3 separate regions of the Sus scrofa genome follow, and regions 2 and 3 are each linked to region 1. A link is a contact called in public promoter capture Hi-C data. All regions are on one chromosome and are shown on one strand. The core of a region is the stretch at or near the end of the contact, and the rest is flanking DNA. Distances in the headings are between cores, read along the strand shown.

Evidence for each region. Promoter capture Hi-C pulls out the DNA fragments that hold promoters and counts their contacts.
Region 2: a promoter capture Hi-C map of liver shows a contact between it and region 1, with 3 times the contacts expected there. The contact joins the enhancer-like site here to the promoter of CAPRIN1 in region 1. A contact is called at or near these places in 2 of 5 promoter capture datasets (fetal liver and liver), 9 of 47 Hi-C or Micro-C datasets (embryonic fibroblasts, epiblast stem cells, fetal liver and 3 more) and 1 of 2 datasets of contacts at active chromatin or transcription factors (alveolar macrophages).
Region 3: a promoter capture Hi-C map of liver shows a contact between it and region 1, with 5 times the contacts expected there. The contact joins the promoter of NAT10 here to the promoter of CAPRIN1 in region 1. A contact is called at or near these places in 2 of 5 promoter capture datasets (fetal liver and liver), 26 of 47 Hi-C or Micro-C datasets (alveolar macrophages, blood, brain and 16 more) and 2 of 2 datasets of contacts at active chromatin or transcription factors (alveolar macrophages and skeletal muscle).

The regions. Positions count from the first base shown.
Region 1 is chr2:26,872,736-26,877,537 of Sscrofa11.1, reverse strand. It overlaps CAPRIN1 (caprin-1), which reads left to right and starts at 2,113. Exons shown (of 19, transcript XM_005661021.3): 1 at 2,113-2,324; 2 at 2,889-3,104. The coding sequence starts at 2,889.
Region 2 is chr2:26,913,502-26,918,303 of Sscrofa11.1, reverse strand. No RefSeq gene overlaps it. Among named protein-coding and RNA genes, the nearest start is that of CAPRIN1, 40 kb to the right of the region's middle. Within about 2 kb of position 2,738, at least 2 of the 83 cell types and tissues checked have an H3K27ac peak or open chromatin away from gene starts, as enhancers often do. A contact at or near this core is called in liver, where this site is marked.
Region 3 is chr2:26,824,199-26,829,000 of Sscrofa11.1, reverse strand. NAT10 (RNA cytidine acetyltransferase) reads left to right here and starts at 1,941. Exons shown (of 29, transcript XM_003122875.5): 1 at 1,941-2,138; 2 at 4,046-4,168; 3 at 4,561-4,652. The coding sequence starts at 4,061.

The DNA of each region.
Region 1 (4,802 bases), core at 864-3,363:
ATCAGAATCATGCAGAGGGCTTATTAAAGCACAGATTGCTGGGCTTTATTTACCTCCAGAGTTTCTGATTCTCTAGGTCTGGGGAAAATTTGCCTAGCAGAATATTTCATGTCTGATCTTAAAGACACTGGTCAAATTCTATGGAATAAAACATTTTTCTTCTTTGAACTTCACTGGGCATACACATTGGCTGAGGACCTTGTCAAAATACAGATTACCTCAGTAGCTCTGGGATGGGGTCTGAGATTTGATAGTGACAGTGGTCAGGCTGAAACACTAACTGCCTCAAGGAGCTGAAGGATTTTAAATTTCCTTCTAGCCTTAGGCTTAGCATAGCTTTAGCTTAGTGCTAAGAACAGTTCAGGTGCTTAAGTCTTGAATAACCTTAAGTCAACTTTGACTTCTCTCACACCTAGCTGGTTGGCAAATCCTTTTGGTTCTACTATTGCAATGTATAAGCATCCAACCACTTGTCACCTTGTCACCACCTTCACTGTAACAGCCTGGCCACTACCATCTCTGGGCTGTATTATTTCAACAGACTCCTAATTGGGCTCCCAGCTTCTGCTCCACCCTCCCTCCCATTTCAAATACACGCTTACTGTAAATTCATTATATAATAGCAAGAGGATTAAAAAAAAAACACAGATTGATCATGTTCTTCTCTAAGATTATGCATGCCTGACTCCCTATTTCATTCAGCAAAAGCCCAAGTCCTAATAATGGCCTATCAGGCTTTACCTGACTGGCCCTCTTTGTCTTCGACCTCATCTCCTACTCTACTCTAGTCACTGTGGCTTTCTTGCTCTTCCTTGAACCCACCAAGCACATTCCCAATCTGAGTTCCTGGCACTTGGTTTTCCTGCTACCTGGAAAATTCTTCCAAGTGAATGGCCCTCTTCTTCAACTTCTTCGGTCTTGGCTCAAGGGTCATTCTAAGGCTTCTCCAGCCCACCTTGTTTCTTCTCTACCACTTCACTATCTGATATGCATTTATCTTCTCCCCACTTAGAATGTAAGCTCCATGAAGAAACTGTTTTGTTCACAATCCCTAGCACTCAAGAGTTCCTAGCACATAGTAAGGTGCTCTGTATTTGAAGACGAGATAACAGACTGCAGCTAACTGGAATATCTTGAGTCTGGAGGCTGCTGCTGTGTTTCTCTGGGCTCCCTCAGGATACACTGTTGCCAGCCAGTATTACTCATTTCATTCTCTAGGGAGCGGCGGGTTTGGTAGGCTCCTTTTCTAAATCCCTTCTATTATGGAATTTAAATTATAAATTGGTCATTTACTGTTGTCATACATCATGTGGCTGAATTTTCCACTGATTATATTTTTTTAATACACTTTCTTCTAGCCCTCAGCTGCTTTTTGTTCATTCTCCATAGCCTTATTACAATGCTGGAATAATTCTCTTGGAGCAGATAAAAAAAAAAAAACTGTGTTTCATTTAACATCTTAAGTTTTAGGTAAATTTAAAAGGAAAAAAAAATCTGATTCGTAATACTCAGGCCTCTTAGGTACCTGTCATCTTAAGGTAGCTGAAGATAATTTTAAACATGACGAGTCCAGAGTTTTAAGACAAAAACAAACAAAACCACCCAAACCCAAACATCCATCTTGCTCCTTTCTAACGCGTTTACACAGAACTCCTGGGTTACTGAGAGATTGTTTTGTAGGGGAAGCCGCAACTTGTCCTTAGACATTTTGGGGGTGTGGGAGTTTGCTTGCTCGCCGTACAGAAGGAATTCTAGAAGCTGGGATTGCACCACCCACCCCACACACCCCTTACTTGCAGAAACCTTTGCTCCCCCCCCCAACCCCCACCAAATAAGGGCTCCTCGCCCGGCAGTCGCCAGCTCCAGATCCAGCTGCTTGACACCTATTGTCCCTGTTTGGACGTCAAGCGACTTCGCCTGAAGGACCCTAGCTTTGATTTCGCTCAAAACTCAAGGCACTGCTCCGGCAGCCTCTCAGAGGCTGTTCCGACCTGGGCTGAGTGGCCAGCCCCCAGGCTAGGGTCTTGGGCAGGGGTGGCGGGAGGCTGGGCAGGCCCTTCCCCGCAGGCGTTCGCGCCGGGCAGCCCGAGCGGCAGCGAAGGCCCCCGCCCGCCGCTTCTCCCGCCCCCTCCGCCCCAGAGGGTTGGCTGCCTAAGTCCCTCCCGCTCCCAGCTCTCCGCCTCACTAGCAGCGGCTCTCGGTGCAGCGGGGAAAGGGCGAAGCGGCCTGCGCCCACGGAGCGCACGACACTGCCCAGAACGCACCGCCACCCTTGCCCCTTCAGCCGCCCCCTCGGGATCTCCAGCGGCCTCCGCGCGCGCACGGTGAGCGCCACCCCGGACTGAGGCGCTGAAGGGGAAGAGGGCCGCTGCCCCGAGTGTCCTTTACCTCCGGACTAGCTGGACTTTCGCGAGGGGCTTGCTCCTCAAGTCACCCCACCCGCCCTGGTCATTTCCAGTGCCCTTCTCCACCCTTCTCCGCCTCTCAGCCCCGATCGCTCTCTTCCCTCCCGTCCTCGCAGGGCGGCGAGGGCTGTCCCTTCCCTGCGGGGACCGTTGCACTGGCCGTTGGCGGCCGGCGCTGCGAGGCCCCGCCCCCGGCGCGAGCCTCGGTGCCCCGGGGCAGGTAGGCCGAGCCGGCGGCCGGCGCGGGGGAGGGGCGGGGGGCGGCGCGAGGCCCGGCCGGGCGCCCCGCTGGCGGGTCGCGCGCGCGCCCGCGGCCCCTTCCTGCCCCGGCGGCGCGCGCGCGCCGGCCCCGTCCCCACCCCCACCGCTCTCGCAGGCTCCCGCCCGCTGCGCGTTTTGTCCCGCGTCTCGCCCCGTCCGCCGCCTGACTCGCCGCTCTTGTCCTTCCTCCCGCTTTTTCTTCTCTCCCCTCACGGTCTCAAGATGCCCTCGGCCACCAGCCACAGCGGAAGCGGCAGCAAGTCGTCCGGACCGCCACCCCCGTCGGGTTCCTCCGGGAGTGAGGCGGCGGCGGGAGCCGGGGCCGCCGCGCCGGCTTCTCAGCACCCCGCGACCGGCACCGGCGCTGTCCAGACCGAGGCCATGAAGCAGATTCTCGGGGTGATCGACAAGAAACTTCGGAACCTGGAGAAGAAAAAGGTGCCCGGAGTTGGCGGGGAAGGGAGGGTTGGATGCTGACCCTGACTGCTGTAGCCTTCACGCTCCGCGTCTCGGGCGCTTCCCTTCCTCCCGGTCCCCACCCCCCACGCCCCGTCTCCCCGCTGGAAGTGGAGCTTCGTGCCCAGAAAACGGGCTCCGCGGGGAGGTGCTTGTCACCTGACCCGGACGTGGCGCTGGCCCCCGGGCTCCTTATTACTCTGCTCTTGCCGGGGGCCAGGCTGTTGGCCTTTGGGAGTGCGATGTGTAGGGGTGGGGGCCTGTCCGATCGCCGTGTGTGTGTGTGTGTGTGTGTGTGTGTGTGTGTGTGTGTGTGTGTGTGGTGTCCTTGTCTTCGTGGCCGAGGCTGGATCCGCGGGGGTCAGCGGGGGAAATGAGGACTCTCTGTGGGGAGGGCTCAGGCCCAACCGACTGCCTCGTGGAGTTGGGTTGTCCTACGTCCTATAGCCTAGGGGCTCGTCCGCCCCGTTACCGTGTACTTGAGGCTTGCGCAGTGGCCCCTCTCCTCCCTCGCAAGGGAAGTGTTTTTAGATCTTAAACTAGACTCGCTTCTTCCTCAGGCTCCCCTCTAGGAGCCTTCGACTTGTTCCCTCGCCCCCATCTCACGGGCGCCCCTACGTTTCCTTCTTTGTTTCAATTGTCTAGGTCCCCCCCCCCGAACCTCACGCTCAACTCGATCCCGAGAAGATTGTCTGCGGCGGCTTTTTGTCCCTCGGGGACTCTATAAAGAAGGATGGGAGGGAGGCTGCACCGATCGAGATTCGTTAGTCGCGGGGGAGGGGGGGGTCTGGGTTGGACGGAGGGGATCGCTAGGTCTCTGGGCACATGGAGAGCGCGTCTAACATGGCGGCGGCTACGGGGAGAGGGAAGCGCTTTACAGGAGCTGCATTGTGAGCACAAAGCGAAAGCAGAGGGGGAGGGCAGAGACCCGGCAGCCGCCCCGACTGGCCTCCCACACCTCCTCTCCAAAAAAAAAAAAAAAAATCGAGTCACACCCACAAATTTTTGGATTCGATATTTAGCCGTTCTGGGTCACACAGTGAAGTTTATCTTCAAGTTGGCCTTTTGTTTTATGCTTTCGGCGCATGACTGTGCCAGCTCTGTTTAGAGGGACACGTGTGTGCGCGCCCCTGTGTGTGTGTGTTTGTGTATGTGTAGAGAAAGGGTCTTGGCAGAAGTGAATAATTCAACATTGGAGGTGGGAAGGGAAAACAAATCAGTAGTTTAAAAAAAAAAATGAGGTAACTAACATCTATGATTATTACGCAAACTTTTGCCTTTTACCTTAAAAATAACTCCTTTAATAGCTTCTGTTTATCTGCCTCTAGTAAAACATTTATTCTAACATCTTGAGTGTTGAATAAGTCGTTTAAAAATGTTTTTCATTCATCCAGTAGTGTTACTTAAGATGTTGAAATAGTAACTACTTGGCTAAAATTTGGGCTGTGTGAAGAAAACTGATGATATTTAGGCCTTCATTACTTTAATTGCTTATTATTAATTTATTTTACATTTTGGGGGGAGTTTTAAAACGTTTTTAGAGTTGTTAATTCTGTCTCAGGTCCTATATTTGGGATTTCACTTGAATTTTATTTGAGGCTAAGAGATGCACTAATCGTGGATTTCTACCTTTGGCTTATCCTTTATTTTGATTAAACAAGTATGGTTTATTATAAATGA
Region 2 (4,802 bases), core at 1,489-3,988, 40 kb before region 1:
AAGAAATAAGAGTGTGTTGATTAGAAGACTTCTGATATAGAGGGGACTTTGAAAAACTTATGGTTACCAAAGGAGACGGATTGGGGGATGGATGGATGGGCTGGGGCTCTGGGATGGAAATGCTATAAAAATTGGGTTGTGATGATCTTTGTACAACTTTGTACAACTTGTACAACTATGAAATTCATTGAGTTAAAAAAATGATGGTTTCTGATACAGAAGGTCTTTTGCTGTATGTTAAAGGGGTTCTTTTTTTTTTCTTTAGGGCCCTCTAGTGGCATACGGAGGTTCCTAGGCTAGGGGTCCAGTCAGAGCTATAGCTGCCAGCCTACGCCAGAGCCACCTCAATACTAGATCTGAGCCGCATCTTGACCTATACCACAGCTCATGGCAATGCCAGATCCTTAATCCACTGAGTGAGGCCAGGGATTGAACCCACAACCTCATGGTTTCTAGTGGGATTCGTTTCCGCTGTTCCCATGATGGGAACTCCTTAAAGGAGTTCTAATCCAAGGGAAGATTGGAAGCTCACTTGTGACCTTCAAGATCCCAGCACAGTTGGGAGCCTCTCCATGGGGCAGAGGTTCCAAGTGCACCTCAGTGTATACAACAGGCACTCACGGTGTGTTTATGCTCTGCCCAGCACTTTGCTAAACTCATCACAGTTAATTGTCACAATCCTATGAAAGCAGGTCCTATTAGTATCCTCATTTTATTGATGATGAAGCTGTAGCCTGGAAATATAACTTTCCCAAAAATACATGGCTAATAGACTCAGGGTTGAAGAACTCCAAATCTCAAGCTATTTAACCACTAGCTCTATGACTTCTCTGTTCCACTCGGGTAGAAAACTGAGTTTCGCCATTTTTTTCTCCACCTCTTGCTGTACTTTGCTCTAAGCTGACTTCGTTGTCAAGCAGGCTTTTTCCACAAGGCAGCAAAGATGGCCCCAGCAGCTCTGGGTTTGCATGATTCTTGGCATCTGCACTTTCCCAAAGGAGACTAGGTGTGATAATTGTCCTAGGGAGGGCTCTGGGGCAGGTTCCCTACAAAATACTTACCAGCAGTTCTTCCCTTTCCTATGAGAGCTCCCACTCCTCCAGCAAGAGGTAGAGTCCATCTCCTTTCCTCTTGAATCTGAGATGATTTTCTTTGATCAACACAATGCAACAAAAGTAACATTCCAGAACTTCAGAGTCCAGGCCTTTAAAGTACCAGCACCCTCTGTTTTCACTCTCATGCCATGAAGGACCCCAGGCTAATCTCATGGAGAAAGGCCGCACGGGGAGGCCCTGTAGGATCGAATACCATGTGGAAGGAGGCCTGTGGAGGAAGATCAAGGCCCCACAGTTGAAGGTCATCAATCATCATGGCCCCAGACCTTCCAGCTTAGCCTGGATGCCAGCTAAACCCAGCTGCATGTATAAAACCAGCCAACACCACCTGGGGCAGAAGAATGCCCAGTCAACCCACAGAATCATGAGGAAAAAGGAATCATTGTTGTTTTTAGTTGCCAAGTTTGGGGATGAATGGTTACGCAGTCTTTGGCTTGGCATAGGTAACATCATGTGTCCGGGAGCCCCTAGGCCTCCGACTGGAAATACCTGCTTTTCTTGTGTCCTCCCTTGACATCTCAGTGGCTGTTCAGAAAAATGGTAGGCAAGTGGGGGAGAAAAGCTATGTTCACCTGCTTTGGGGGGGTTTGTATTAATGTAATTTTCAGAAAGAGCAAGAACTTTGGGGCAAGAATACTTGGATTTGAATACTCAGCTTTGTCTCTTTCCAGTGAGTCACCATGAACAAGACACATTGCCTTTCTGTGTCTTTCTAAAAACTAGAAGTAATTTTTTTTGGCCATTTCTTTATTACTCAATGAATTTATCACATCTGTAGTTGTATAATGATCATAACATTCCAATTTCACAGGATTTCCCTTCCACAACCAAGCACATCCCCCCACCCCTCAAACTGCCTCCTTTGGAGACCATAAGTTTTTCAATGTCTGTGAGTCAGCATCTCTTTGTAAAGAAGTTCAGTCTGTCCTTTTTTCAGATTCCACATGTCAGTGAAAGCATTTGATGTTGGTGTCTCATTGTATGGCTGACTTCACTTAGCATGATAATTTCTAGGTCCATCCATGTTGCTAAAAATGCCAGTATTTCATTCATTTTAATGGCCGAGTAATATTCCACTGTGTATATATGTACCACATCTTCTTGATCCATCCTCTGTTGATGGACATTTAGGTTGTTTCCATGTCTTGGCTATTGAAAATAAAAAAACTAGAAATAATTTTGATTTTTACATATAAGGTTCTTTTGTGGAGATGAAGTGAGAGATATTCCACAAATATTTACTGAGACTTGACACTACCCATTACACTGTTGGCTCTTCGAGAACAATCTCTTGGTACTATCACTTTTTCTAAAGTTCCAAAATTATTTACTGAGTGAATGAATGGTGACAGATCCTGGTGACACAAAGACAGAATTGATGTCTGAAAAGCTCAAAGGTACGGAATGTGTATGAAACTACAAAGTGGTATACGATTTTTATTTTTATCATTTTACTTTTAAATACAGTGATTCACTGACTCGCTAATTAGATTTGCTAACTCTTCCCACCTCATTCCCAAAAGGATTTGCAGAAGCTTTAAAAAAGCATCAAATATAAAAGGATAAACTATAGATGAGAAAACTAGGGTAAAGGGAAAATAAAGGTCAGAACAATGATTTGTTAATCTGTAACTTCATTGCAACATACTTTGGCTTTTTAAAGCTGATATCTTCACTTAAGGTAATTAAGATGCCAAGATTTCTAGAAGCAATAAAATCTGTTAAATTAGCCACCTGTAGTTTAGCCATAGGTAGGTCCACTGAGATTTCACTATATGTAACAATTGGTAAGAAAAGTCCTGAAAACCTCCTCTCCTCCAGTTGGCCAGTTCAGTCTAGGAATGCAGCCATTGTGTATATAGTGATCAGGTGATAAGCAGTGGAGACTAGCAGGTAAAAACTGGAAAGCAGCTAGTAGCTAAAATAGGCTTCTATCTGGAGTTCCCATTGTGGCTCTGTGGTTAAAAAATCTGACTAGAAACCATGAGGTTGCAGGTTCGATCCCTGACCTTGCTCAGTGGGTTGATGATCCGGCGTTGCCGTGAGCTGCGGTATAGTTGCAGACGAGGCTCGGATCTGGCGGTGCTGTGACTCTGGCGTAGGCCAGCAGCTGTAGCTCCGAATTGACCCCTAGCCTGGGAACCTCCATATGCCACAGGAGTGGCCCTAGAAAAAGGCAAATAAATAAATAAATAATAAAATAAAATAAAATAGGCTTCTATCTCTTACTAGGTATATGACCTAGAGCAGGTCGTCTTTTAAGCCTCGGTTTCCTTATCAGTAAAATGGGTGAGTAATAGTACTGGCAACATAGGGTTGTTTGTGAGAATTAAATGAGATAATCCACATGGCACATGGTACATTTTCACGGGTGTTGGCTGTTATCACCATTGTAGCAAAGAGAAGATGGCCTGTGGGAGGGAGAAGGGTCTCTGGATCTTGGGCAGGTGTAATTTTATTGTAAATCTGAGTGAGCAGGTATTAATTGGGACACTTTGCTGGCAAGTGGAGTGTGCTCTCGTATTTCATCTGTCAGAACACGTGATCACCACCCTAGTCTTCCTGGGGTATCCTTCTGCCTTGGGAGATTAAAAGCATTATGGAGGAGGGCAAAGAGGAAATCCAGCTTCTGGCACTCAAAAATTGGATTTTTGCTTCTTTTTGGATGCTTTGCCCTCAACTAAAGTATCTCACCAATGAGGAGTTATGTCTTAGGTATAGTCATCAGGTATAAATGACAGGTCTTCCACCTCAGATGTGGTTAACTGAGAGTGAGCAGCAGAAATGAGCGCTCATCTAAGGAGACTAAAAGCTCTTTAAAATGATGTTTATCCATACTGATTATGTTCATATGTTTTAACTTTTTTTAGTTTTTATTTTTTTGGTCTTTTTGTCTTTTTAGGGCCACACCTCTGCATATGGAGGTTCCCAGGCTAGGGATTGAATTAGAACTATAGCTGCCAACCTATACCACAGCCACAGCAACTCAGGATCCAAGCCCCATCTGCAACCCACACCACAGCTCACAGCAACTCCAGATCCTTAACCCACTGAGCAAGGCCAGGGATTGAACCCATGTCCTCATGGATCCTAGTCAGGTTCGCTAACCACTGTGCCACAAGAGGAACTCCTCATATGTTTTAACTTTAAAAGCAATTTTAGAAATCAATATTGAAGTATAATTTGATTCTTTACTTGCAAATTCCTAATTGTAACACCTTTGAGTCCTCCTTTTTAGAAAAGAAAGCTTTTAAGAAGCAAGCAGTGTAGGTGTACTATTATGGTTCAGTGGTTAACGAACCCGACTAGTATCCACGAGGACATGGATTCGATTCCTGGCCTTGATCAGTGGGTTAAAAACCCGGCATTGCCATGAGCTGTGGTGTAGGTCACAGACCTGGCTTGGATCCTGTGTTGGTGTGGCTGTGGTATAGGCCAGTATCTACAGCTCCAATTCGACCCCTAGCCTGGGAACCACGATATGCTATGGGTGTGGCCCTAAAAAGACAACACCAACAAAAAAGAAGCACTGTAACTCAGAGAGACCATGAGAAAAAGTATGCCAGAGTCGCCCAAAACAAAAGTCCCTTGTTTCAGAGAAATGTGTGGATTTGAAAAGATTAGCAGAAGACCAGCTTAATTCATGTGATGGCATACACATTCTTAGTAAAAATTCAAAATGCTTTC
Region 3 (4,802 bases), core at 692-3,191, 48 kb after region 1:
ACTATATGTAAGTGGCTACTGCTCAGTATTGTTGCAGACAATACTATCATTCTTCCCTAGGTGATCTTACCCAATCCCACGACTTTGACTCCAGCCAGCATTTTAGTTGCTTATAAATATCTCTTAAGTCCTAAACTTCCTGAAACAGATTATACTCAGCATCTTGATTGGTATGGCATAAGCATTCCAACTCCATCTCTCAAGGAACCTACATCCAGTTGCTCAGGACAAATACTTTGGATATCATCTTTTGATTTTCTCTCATACCCTGTATCTGTAGTCCTTAATTAGGCAAATCTACATGGTTCTATCTTGAAAATATATTCTGAGTCAGCTAGCACTTGTGACCACCACTGCTATCAGAACAGGTTAACTACAGTAGCTTATAATGGTTTTCTTTCTGCTTGTGCTCTCCTGTAGTGTGTGTATGTATGTATAATACATACTTTGCACAGCAGCCAGAGCTTTTTTTTTTTTCTTTCCCTTTTTAGGGCTGCATCTCTGGAACATAGAGGTTCCCAGGGCAGGGATCATAGTGGAGCTGCCGCTGCTGGCCTACACCACAGCCACAGCAATGCCATATCTCCAACCCACTGAGCGAGGCCAGGGATGGAACCTGCGTCCTCATGGATAATAGTTGGGTTCCTTACCGCTGAGCCATGATGGGAACTCCAGCCAGAGCCTTTTAAGAGGGCAAATCAGATTTTGTCACTTTCCTATTACTCAAACTCCAGTGGTTTACTGTCACACCTAGAGTTAAATTCCAGATCTGACACCCACATGCCCTTTGTTATCTGGCCTAACTTCCCAGTTTTTCCTTTGGTTGCTGTACTCTGGCTATGTTGGCTGCTTTGTGGAGACTTCCCATCGCCAAGTCACTAAGTGTTCAACCTAACGAGTGGGAAGACTTCCCTGAAAGGTTCTTAAGATTCGTTCTTTTAAATTCAGGTCTTTGCACCAGTGTCACCACCTGAATTCTTCCATTTCCCCTCTAAAGAAGCACCCTAGTTTTCCTTGCTGGATGGCTTTTTGTCTTAAAACTTACCGAGATTAAGTTTCACGAAGGGCAGGAATGTTTTGGTCACTTTATCCCTTGTCTCTGACATACTGACATTTCTTTGACATTAAATCAAAAGTTTAATGGTGGGTGTTGGACTAAAATGGTGGTGCTGCTTAGATTTGGAGGTACAGAATTAACGATTTGAGGAGGGAGTTTCAGGAGGGAAGAGGAATGAGTTCAGCTTCATTCTGATTGAGGCATCCAAGAAATGTCAAGCAAACAGTTGGATTCGTTTAAGTTCAGCGATGTGGTTCAAAAACACTAACTGTATAGGTGGCCCTTTAAATCAGCTGCTTGAGCAAATTCGTCGGGGAGGAGGGAGAGGAGGGGAGGTAACTGAAGAACAGAGCTCCAGAGCCGGCTTTCAGAACAGCGGCAGCATTTGACAGCCCAGTAATAGACCTAAGGGGATCTACAAAGTAGAGCAGCCGAATAGGAGAGTAGAAAAACCTATGGAATCCCAGGCAGATCTATGAGGTCATTACCGAGTATGAGGAGGGTCAAGTAAGATGAATGAGATAGGTGTGGAGATCGAGTTTCCTCATCTAGTTACGTTAAAATGGAAAGCTAATTTAAATAACTGACAAAATTACGCACCGATCCAGGAGCGTTTCGCATGAACCACGCTACCTACTGCTGAAAACCCTGGACCACATACCGTGTGCTGCCCCAGACCTATCTGGGCACCTGAGCTCGGCCCAGAGCAGTGACAGACCTGGGCGTGCGGGCGTGTCTGTGCTTATTCTGTCCTACGTAACCAGGGTATCTGACAATGACAAAATACCCCGGCAACACAGCTCTCGCGGGTAGAGACTAATCCGCACAGCCGCAGTTGCTGCAACCCCGCCTCCTGGGTTTCTGACGTCATCACTCAGAGACAGGGTTGCAAGAGGTCCCCTCGCTCGCTGTGGCCGCGCCGTCAATGCGCTGGCGCACGCACCGCCTACCATCGCCTGAGTTGTACCAGTCGGCCGTCAGGCATACGCTGGGGACGGCCGGCTGCTCCTGGTACCGCAGAAGGGGTTCCCACGTGCTTCCGCCTCACTGCTTGTTGGAGTTGGCTGAGGTCGGGGCGCAGGTATCCATCACGGGATGGCGGGGGTCGGTTTCGGGATTGGTGTCCGTGTCCTTCCTGGGCCCGGAGGAGATCGGCTCCAGGATGAACGCTCTGCATCCGTGCTGATACCGGAGCCCGCCGACTGCCTCCCAACCTGGACTCTCCTAGATGAGAGGATCCTCTTCCTCAGTAGGCGGTCACCCTCGGGAATGCTTCTCGAGCGCGTTCACAGGTTGCGTGGCTGATCTCCACCCTCTAGGGACTGTAGCTGAGGTGGGCGGGGGGATGTCGGGGTGAGTGAGTGGGTGACAGCCTTTTGCTTTCCACAGAGCTTGCCCACATTTCCCGATTGCAGCACTGGGCATTGAACTGAGGCAGTTTGATTCTAGATCCTCCTACACCCTTAGCTACTTCGCAATGCTTATTCTTTATATTCTTTATTCAGGACTTGGTTTTGTTTGCCAGTGCACCTAGAATGGTGCCTGGGACATAGACACCGTGTATATGTGTTAGACTAATAGATGAATGAGTGAAAAACAAGTCATCTTCCCCCTCATCCGTTAAGGCTTCCTTGTCCTAGCCCACAGTAATCTAGACTTTCATCAGACCACTGTCTGTAGCTGTTATTTTTACATCTAATTTTGTCTATCTTTAGACAGATTATCCCGCATTTCTTTCTCTTAAGTATTTTCTCCAAGGAAAATGAAAGCTCTTTGAAATCAGGTTCTACTTCTGGGGTTGCCGCTGTAACTAAATCGAGAAGCAATAAGTAGTTGTTGACCGGGGATCTTTGTGTGGCCAGCAACACAACTGATAAGCCAAATCAGATTGGTAAGCTGGAAAGAGTTCAGGTTCTGAAATCAAGGGTACCTGAATAAATCCTGCCTCTGTCACTTTTCCTTGAGTTACTTGAGATTTTATACTTGGTCCTTTCTTTGTAAAATAGGAGTATTGGTTGTGACATAGTGTTTTACAGTAGACAGAACAGCTAAAATCCATAGGTTAGAAGCCCAATTAAGGGAGGATTAAGGTTCAGTTAGTGAGCTTTATTCATGAAATGCAGCAAGCACTGAGGTTTCTAAACATGTCATTATTACTTTTACATTGTAGAGACAATTGAGATTTCAAATGTTTCTCTGATGTATTTATTATGATAATAACATACTGTTTTATCATATGTAATCAAAGTAATTTTTGAAATCTTATCTGTACAGGCTTCAGTCTAGTTTTCCCTCCCTTGAGGAAACAATTGGACATACTCCATCATAGTAATCTATAATATTCAGGGATTTCTTTTCCCTGACTTTGTTAATAATACATGTGAATTTAAAAAACCCCAGAACTCAAAAAAACCCAAACCAAACCAAACCAAAATAAGACTCACTTGTGATCTCACCATCTGTAAATAACTATTTTACAGTTTGGTGGTTTTTTTCCCAGTCTTTTTTTTTTTATTTCCTCTGTGTTTTATGTACATGCATATCCTGCCATGTTATCCTCTAATAAAAGCGTCTATATCCATATCCTTAGATCATTTTTGAAAAAGATTTTGAACAAATAATTTTGGACACTTACCTTATTTTCTCATATGTTCCCATAGATTTCTCATGTATTTTAATCATTTTAATTTTTTTTGGATATTGTTTCTGATTTTTAAAAAACTCCTCCAAACGGGTGGAAATTACAGCTTCCCTGTTGACTTCCCATGCCGAGGGAACATTTTCTTTGCCTTCCAAACTTAGTTTCCCAATTTAAAAAATGAGGCCGATGTATTCCCTAGGGATCTATTTGAGGGTTAAATAAGATAATACTTATAAGTGTGCCGTGTAGGCCCTAGCCCCACAAGAGGCAGCCAGCTGATGTTCCTTATCCACAACCTGGATGCAAAATGTTCATGCCACGTTGTGTTTCCATTCTTTCTGCTATAGTGACAGTTTTTCACCATGCATCGGAAGAAAGTGGATAACCGGATCCGGATTCTCATTGAGAATGGGGTAGCTGAGCGGCAAAGGTCTCTCTTTGTTGTGGTTGGAGATCGAGGAAAGGATCAGGTAAGACCTGGCAAACGCTTCCTGACTTACTCTGTGTCCTGTCCCAAAGAGTCAGCATGTTACAGACCCTCCGGGGTTTCACAAATAATGATATTAGGGTCCCTTTGACTGGTTTTCTTTAAGTGAAATGCCTAGTGGGAACATTCCTTTCTATCTTGGAAGTGATAAATACTCTATATTTGGAATTATTAACAGAGAGGTTAACAGCTTTTGATACCTGGGCTGGTGGACTGAGTGTAAGGGTTAGTGTCTGTGACCTTCCTTCTAGTCTCAACCTGTGCTCTTGGCCTGACTCTCAGTTTATTTTCCACGCCTGTCAAATGAAGTCTTGGGTCTGGCAGTCCTGAAGGTCCGTTTTGGCCCTGAGATTCTGTGGCTTTTTTCTTTGGCAGGTGGTCATACTCCATCACATGCTGTCCAAAGCAACTGTGAGGGCGCGGCCTTCAGTGCTGTGGTGTTATAAGAAGGAGCTGGGGTTTAGCAGGTAAGCTTGGCCCTTTGCGTGTCCAGTACCACATCCCATTCCTGCTCGGGAGTTAAATGCTAGGAAACCATTCCTCGACATGGATTGTCAGGGGTCGTCAGTGAAGGTGCTATCTGTGGACCCTTCCAGTAGAGAAAATAATAGAGCTGA